Regions from separate parts of the Anser cygnoides genome. Here region 2 is linked to region 1. A link is a contact called in public Hi-C data. All regions are on one chromosome and are shown on one strand. Each heading gives the region's core, a stretch centred on a gene start, on an enhancer-like site or on the middle of the called end of the contact. The rest is flanking DNA. Distances are from core to core; before and after follow the strand shown.

Region 1 (4,020 bases), core at 1,067-3,566:
TCGGGCACCCGGAGCTCGTTAGGCTGAGGTGCAAACAGGGACTTAACCCCTTCGCTGTGGGGCTGCGGTGAGCAGCAGCAGCCCTGGCACCACCGGGACCCCAGGGCACCAGGCCAAGGCCGGGGAGCCCCCAGTTGTCCCCCCTCGCTCACAGTGACACCTCAGTGCTGGTCCCAGCCGGCACCACCCCAGTGCAGCCCCAAAACAGGAGTGGGGGGGGACGCTGCGAGGGGCTGCAGCGGGAGAGGACTCGGTCACAAGCGCCACGTTATCTGTGGGGATGTTATCTACAGGGACGGAGATGGAAACTCGGCCCCAAACCAGCTCAACTGGTCGGGGTGGTGGGGAGCAAAACCGCCGGGAGCGATCCGCGAGCACCCTCCAAACAAAGGGCTGGGACAGCGGGCGCAGAGGACGGGTTATCCTGGGGACAGATCCGGCAGAGGGGAGGAAACGGGGATGGGGACGGGCAGCACGACCTGGGCACCCCTGCCCCTCGCAGCCATCACCCAACCTGCAGGGGCGAGCCCGTGGGCATCGAGACCTGGCCCCGGTGACCGCGGGCATCAAGGCCCCAGGGGACCCGGGGGGGCACCGAGGCAGCTCCGGGGACGCAGCATCGCCGCCCCGCGTGCCGTAACCCCCCGCAGCCAGCGCTGTGCGGGTTTCGCTTTTCTTCCTTATTGAAACAGGAGGCTGAAAGCAGCGCCCTGGGAGCCGGGCGAAGTAGGGCGGCGTGGCGCATTAAAGTTTCAGCAGGTGCCGCGTTACGGCCGCCCCGCGGCCGGGCAAGGTTTGAACCCACTCCGCCAGCAGCGGGGAGCACGGGGCTGGCCCCGGTGTAATAAAACGGCGCGTGACGCTGCGAGGTCCCGGAGGTGTTGATTTTCCCCGCTCGGGGACGCAACTCGTCCTTCTGCAGCTCAAGGCTTCGGCTGAGATTATCTCCATACCAACGCGGTTCAGAAGGAAGGGACCCGAGGTCCTGGCAGTGCTCAGAGCAGGAAGGCAGAGCGGCTCCGTCCGTCCCCGTCCGGGCTGGGCGCAGCCCCGAAAACCAGGCTGGGACTCGGCCCTTATCAGCCACCTCCCCCGGTCAGAGATTGCAGGAGCCATAAACGACGCTAAATATTTACGAGGAGCGAACGAGGGAGAGGCCGCAGCAGCGCCAGAAGGGACAGGATTCACGGGGACACAGAGCCCAGGAAGGGTGCCCCATAGAGCAGTGCCTATGGGGGGCATTACGGCGGGTCCCTGCCGGAGGAGGGCACCCACGCCAGCAGCCCCTACAGACGGGTGCGTGGGGCCAGGACCCAGGGGATGTTCTCGGCAGATACGACCTCTGTAGGGGTGAGGCACAGGGAAATGCAGGTCCCTGGTGAAAGGGGCAGCCCCCACAGAGAGCCCCTACAGGTGACGCAGGATCCCTTAGTGAGGGGAGCCTACAGAAGAGAGGAGACCCGGCCGGGGCAGACCCATCGCTGGGGAAGCATCCCTATGGAGTCTGCTATATGGCACGCCATACCCCAGAATAAGAACCCCTCGTGGGGACTGCTGTCGGGTAGAGCACCCCCAAGGACAAGGACCACTACAGAGCCAGCCTCTGTAGGACCTGCTGCAGGGCAAAGCTCACCCCCCAGAGGAAAGCCCTACGGGCCCAGCCCCTAGAGGTTCTGCCACAGGGCAGGGCACAGCCTGGGGAGGACAGACCCTAGGGCCCCATCCGCTACAGGTACTGCCGCAGGGCAGGGCGCGCCCCGGGAAGGGCAACCCCTATAGCCCCGGCCCCTACAGGCTCTGCCATGAGGCTGAACACACAGCGAGGGCAACGGCCCCTATGGCCCCTATGGCCCCTATGGCCCCTATGGCCCCTATGGCCCCTATGGCCCCTATGGCCCCTATGGCCCCTATGGCCCCTATGGCCCCTATGGCCCCTATGGCCCCTATGGCCCCTATGGCCCCTATGGCCCCTATGGCCCCTATGGCCCCTATGGCCCCTATGGCCCCTATGGCCCCTATGGCCCCTATGGCCCCTATGGCCCCTATGGCCCCTATGGCCCCTATGGCCCCTATGGCCCCTATGGCCCCTATGGCCCCTATGGCCCCTATGGCCCCTATGGCCCCTATGGCCCCTATGGCCCCTATGGCCCCTATGGCCCCTATGGCCCCTATGGCCCCTATGGCCCCGCACTCACCTCCCGAGCCGCCGCCGCCGGCACCGCTCAGCCCCGCCGCCGCCCCAACCTGTTACCTCCGCCGAGGCCCCGCCCCCTGAGCGCCCATTGGACCGCGCCGCGCCCGGCCACGCCCCGGGGCGGGGAGAGACCCGCCCGGTCCCGCCCCCACCCCCGCCCCCTTGGCTCGCCCGGGGCGGGGCCGGTGTCACGTGACGCCCCCCCGTGGCGCCAGCAGAGCGCCGCCATCTTGGGGAGGGCGGCTGGGAGCGGAGGCGCGGCTCGGCAAGGACGGGCCGAGCAGAACCGGTGTTTTAACGCCCAGGTGCCCGTCCCCGGGCGTCACCCGGGGGTCAGGGGCCCGCGACGGGCCATTCGCGGGGCGTAACCGGGAGCAGGCGAGCTCCGCCACACACAAGATGGAGCCCGGCCCGCCCTCCCCCCTTCCGGCCCGGGCCACTCCCAAGATGGCGCCGCGCGGCCTCGCCTCTGCCTACGGCGGCCGGTAGCGGCCGCTCTCCCGGCGCGCGTGCGCAGCGCGAGCCGCACCGTGACTAAGATGGAGGCCGGGGGAACGCGGGCGCCGCCGCCGTTCTGGGCCGGGGGCCCGGCTCCGGGGCAGGCCTACAGCCCCGGCGGGCCCGGGCCTGCCGCAGGCCTCCAGCCCCTCACCCGGACCACGTGAGTGCGGGGCGGGCCGGGGGCAGCGGGCAGCGGGGAACCGGGGAGGGGGGCACCGGGGAGGGGGGCTGGGGGCGCTTGGGGAGCGGCCCCCCCGGTGCCGCTGACGCCGGGGCCTGCAGGACCCCCATGGTGACGGGCACCTCGGTGCTGGGCGTGAAGTTCGACGGCGGCGTGATGCTCGCCGCGGACATGATGGGCTCCTACGGCTCCCTCGCCCGCTTCCGCAACATCTCCCGGCTGCTGAGGGTGAACGACAGCACCGTGCTGGGCGCCTCCGGGGACTACGCCGACTTCCAGTACCTGGCGCAGATCATCGACCAGATGGTGTAAGTCCTCCCGGCCCGCGCTGCGCCTCTCACGGGCTCGGCTCCGGTGGGGCGAGCCCTGACCGTGCTGTGGGTAACGCCGCGCCGCTCTCCTTCCAGTTCTCAGAGCACTGAGATGTAGCGAGATGCGTTCGCTGAGCGGGACCAAAACTGAGCTCAGGCTCCTCCTTGTTCTTTCGCTAAGCTTGCAATCCCCCCGGTGCAAGTGTCCTTTCCCAATTCTCTGCTGAGTACTGTGGCTTTGCATGAGGCTCCCCTGCTCTGCCCATGGCACAGCGGGAGGTGGGCTGCTGCTCGCGTCCAGGTGGTTTCCAGCTTTTCTCAGTTGGGTGAAACTTCTCTCTGAATTAGAATTGACGAGGAGCTGCTGGGAGACGGTCACAGCTACAGCCCCAAAGCCATTCATTCCTGGCTGACGAGAGTCATGTACAACCGGAGGTCCAAGATAAATCCCCTGTGGAACACTGTTGTCATCGGAGGCTACTACAATGGCGAGAGGTAGGTGAGGAGCGGTGACGCAAAACACGTAATGGTAAAAGGCAAGACTCCCGCCTTTCTCAGCGGGAGGGCATCTGCTTTGCTGGCTTCTGCTCTGAGCTGGATGTAGCTGCTCAAAAGCCTAGGCCCTCCCCAGAGTGATGCAGCTCTGCCTAGGCAAGGAGTTCTGCACTAACCACTCCATCCCTTCAGCTTCCTAGGTTACGTGGACATGCTTGGCGTGGCCTACGAAGCCCCTACGCTTGCTACGGGTTACGGAGCATTCCTAGCTCAGGTGAGCATTTGCAGGCAGGAACAGAGTGTGCACTCAGCTGCTGAAGCAAACTTGGTGCTGCATG
Region 2 (3,963 bases), core at 317-2,816, 610 kb before region 1:
CCCTACTGGAGGGGAACAGGACTCTACTGGGGGGGAACAGGACCCTTTGGAGGGGCACAGGACCCTACTGGGGGGGCACGGGACCCTACTGGGGGGGCACAGGACCCTACTGGGGGGGCACAGGACCCTTTGGAGGGGCACAGGACCCTACTGGGGGGGCACAGGACCCTACTGGAGGGGAACAGGACCCTTTGGAGGGGCACGGGACCCTGTTGGAGGGGCACAGGACCCTACTGGGGGGGCACGGAACCCTACTGGGGGGGCACGGAACCCTACTGGGGGGGCACAGGACCCTACTGGAGGGGAACAGGACCCTTTGGAGGGGAACAGGACCCTACTGGGGGGCACAGGACCCTGTTGGAGGGGCACAGGACCCTTTGGAGGGGCACAGGACCCTACTGGGGGGGCACAGGACCCTACTGGAGGGGAACAGGACCCTTTGGAGGGGCACAGGACCCTACTGGGGGGGCACAGGACCCTTTGGAGGGGCACAGGACCCTTTGGTGGGGGCACAGGACCCTTTGGAGGGGCACAGGACCCTACTGGGGGGGCACAGGACCCTACTGGAGGGGCACAGGACCCTTTGGTGGGGGCACAGGACCCTTTGGTGGGGGCACAGGACCCTTTGGTGGGGGCACAGGACCCTACTGGGGGGGCACAGGACCCTTTGGTGGGGGCACAGGACCCTACTGGGGGGGCACAGGACCCTTTGGTGGGGGCACAGGACCCTGTTGGAGGGGCACAGGACCCTACTGAGGGGCACGGGATCCTACTGGGGGGGCACAGGACCCTACTGGGGGGGCACGGGGCCCTACTGGGGGGGCACGGGACCCTACTGGGGGGGCACAGGACCCTACTGAGGGGGCACAGGACCCTACTGGGGGGCACAGGACCCTTTGGAGGGGGCACAGGACCCTGTTGCAGGCTGCAGATGGCGGTGGATGAGGGGAGCCCCCTCACGGTCCCCAGAAAGGACGGAGGGAGGCTGAGAGATGCCCCCCAGACCCCAATTCCGTCCTTTTTTTACCACAAAATAGACGTTTTTAGGTGCGGGGGGGGACATCACTGGGGGGCTGAGGGAACACAGGAGGTGACTGAGGGGGACTTGGGGGGGGGGCTGTGGAAGCCCCCAGCGGGCGGGGGTCGCCCCAAGCCCCCCCCCCCCCCCCCCCTCAGGGCCCAGCCCCAGGCGGGGGTCTCGCCCCCGGCCCTCACAGCTGGGAACAGAACATCCCGTTCCCCGCTCCCCATTGGCCTCCACCGCCGCCCGTCCTCACTTCCCATTGGCCCGCCGCGCTGTCACTCCGCCTCCCTCCCCGCCCCCGCCCCCGCCTTCCCCAGCCGAGCACACGCTCGCCTCTCCTTCACACGCTGTCCACGCTCCGCAGGCGGCGCGCTGATTGGCCAGCCGGCTTGTAAACAAGGCGGCGGCGGCCAATGGGCGCGCTGATCACGCGAGCAGCACGGCCTGGCCACGCGCCTTCGGCGTGGAGCGCCTGGCATCAACAGGCGCGGGAGGGGGGAGCGCGGGCGGGCGGAGGCTATAAAAGGGGGCGGGCGGCGGCGCCGCGGCCAGAGCGCTGAGGGCAGCAGGAGGCGGAGGAGCTACGCAGCGGCTCTGCGGCGGGCAGAAAGGGGTTAAACCTCCTACTTTTTTTTTCTTTTTTGACTGAAACCAGCCTTTTTTGGGGTGGTTTATAGCCTTTTTTCCTCCTTGCGAGGAAGAAAAACCTATCTCTGCCCCGCGTCGCCGCTCGCTGCTTCCTCGGGAGAATCCTCACGCACTCACCTCAGCCATGGTGATGTTCAAGAAAGTTAAGACCTTCCTCGTGGCCTTCAGCGAGCCCGAGAAGGTTTATTGTAGCGGGGAGAAGGTGGCCGGCCGCGTGCTGGTGGAGGTGGCCGAGGTGACTCGCGTCAGCGCCGTCAAGGTGCTGGCCTGCGGGGTGGCCAAAGTCAACTGGGCCAAGGGCCCCCAGCAGTGCAAGCAGGAGATGGAGTACCTGCGCTTCGAGGACGTCCTGACCCTGGAGGAACAGCCCACAGGTGAGGGCTTGGGGCTGGGAGAAGGGGGTGTGGAGGTGGGTCTCTCCTTGGGGTGTCCTGGCTGTGCCCCCTTGGGTGTGGGGTGTCTTGGTGGGGAGTTTTGGGGGAGTTTTGGGGTGGGAGGGCTCAGCGCTGAAAGTGGAACCGGGTGGTGGCTGGAACTCGGGAGAAATGAGGAAATGGATAGAGGCCTCACAGCTGGGCAAAGGGAAAGGTGAGGGTTTCTGTGCCCTGTGAGGAGCCCGGAACAAAAGCAGCCGTGCTGCGACCAAGGGACCTGGGTGTTGAAGTGGCTGGGAGCAGGCAGAATGAGATCGGTTTGGGCTGGGTGTTGCAGGGCAGCAGGAGCTGAGCCTGGTGCCTGCAACAGGTAGGCAGGGAGGGGCCCGCACAGATGGTGCCAGAGGCGAGGAGTTTCCAGGGCACGGAGAACTTCCCTGCCTGCCTTCAGCCTCCCTGTTGGGCTGGCTGCAGGGTAGGCGGAGAGGGAGTTGGCAGAGTTCCCGGGAGATACCTGGGGTGATGTGAAATCTCAGAGATAAACAGCGAGGAAGGTGGTGTTGGATACTCCTGCAAAGTCCAAGGGGGAGGCAGTGGGGAGGGGTAACGCAGGCTGAACTGAGGCAAGATTGTGTTTGTGGCCTCAGCTGCGGATGTTGAAAGAGGAAGTGAAAGTGCTGCTCGCTTCATGAGGACATGAAGTTCTGTGGTTGTTTGGGGACAGGTGTGGGAGGCTCTTAGCAAACAGCTAATGCTGCTCTAGCTCATGCAGCCTCTGACTTGATCGCTGCCTGGGTAAGCACGAAGGGGATAATGCTTAAGAACAGTGCCCTGGAGCTTCATCTAACGCTCCCCTCTTCTTTTCCCAGATGGGGATGGTTCTGTAATCTTGAGACCTGGGAACAAATACGAGTACAAATTCGGATTCGAGCTTCCGCAGGGGTAAGTATCACACAAATACAGTCTCTGAGGAAAAAAAAATAAATCGCGGTCTTATGGAAAACTCTGTTGCTGCCTCAGATGTGCCTAACAACAGGTGTTTGTCTTCTCAGGCCTCTTGGTACAACCTTCAAGGGAAAGTACGGCTGCGTGGATTACTGGGTGAAGGCCTTCCTCGAGCGCCCGTCCTTTCCCACACAGGAGATAAAGAAGCGCTTCGAGGTTATGGACCCCGTTGATGTGAACACTCCAGAGCTGCTGGTGAGTGCTGCTGTGCCTTGCCACCCTCCAGGAGGTTTGGGTGCCGGAGGGTGTTGAGAGAGGCGCTTAGGTGGGGTCACTCTGACCTCTGTAATTAAGACGCCCTTAATGGGCTTCGTTGCTGAGCGTGGATTAAGGGCTTAGTTCCTAAGAAGTCTTAGTCACTTCTAGAAACCTACACCAAGGCAGGTGAAGTGAGTCACTTGGGCCTTCATTTCCCTGTAAGACACTCGAGCCTTACAGGGAACTTGAACCTGAGATCCCAAACTGGGGGGGAGAAGGCGAAGCTTGGAGCGGGCAGGAGGAATGGCCTGGGGGCAGCAGGCAGGTTTCATCCGGGTAACCCTCTGCTTTCTCCACAGTCCCCAGTGGCTGCCAAGAAGGAGAAGAAGGTGTCCTGCATGTTCATTCCTGATGGCCGCGTGTCGGTCAGCGCGCAGATCGACAGGAAGGGCTTCTGTGAAGGTAGGAGCCTGCCTGGCTCGAGGAGCGAAGGGGGGAGGCAAGGGGCAGTGGGACGAGTTTTGGGGGAGCCTCGGGGGGCGTTGAACCAGCGCATGGCGGCTCAAACGGGCAGACCCCAAGAGGAAAGGTTGGACCTTCCTAAATGCAAACTGTCCTTTCCTCCCCAGGTGACGAGATCTGCATCAACGCCGACTTCGAGAACACTTGCTCCCGCATCGTGGTGCCCAAAGCAGCCATCATCGCCAAGCACAC

The links. Hi-C and Micro-C count contacts between places; a contact is called where the count stands out from the background.
Region 2: a contact with region 1 is called in a Hi-C map of liver, with 4 times the contacts expected there. The contact joins the promoter of TXNIP here to the promoter of CGN in region 1. A contact is called at or near these places in 2 of 7 Hi-C or Micro-C datasets (both in liver).

The regions. Positions count from the first base shown.
Region 1 is chr33:446,638-450,657 of Taihu_goose_T2T_genome, reverse strand. It overlaps CGN (cingulin), which reads right to left and starts at 2,316. Exons shown (of 21, transcript XM_066986017.1): 1 at 2,196-2,316. PSMB4 (proteasome 20S subunit beta 4) reads left to right here and starts at 2,697. Exons shown (of 7, transcript XM_048054604.2): 1 at 2,697-2,855; 2 at 2,978-3,184; 3 at 3,536-3,682; 4 at 3,875-3,956. The coding sequence starts at 2,734.
Region 2 is chr33:1,052,880-1,056,842 of Taihu_goose_T2T_genome, reverse strand. It overlaps TXNIP (thioredoxin interacting protein), which reads left to right and starts at 1,566. Exons shown (of 8, transcript XM_013201232.3): 1 at 1,566-2,046; 2 at 2,916-2,988; 3 at 3,099-3,246; 4 at 3,609-3,711; 5 at 3,879-3,963. The coding sequence starts at 1,797.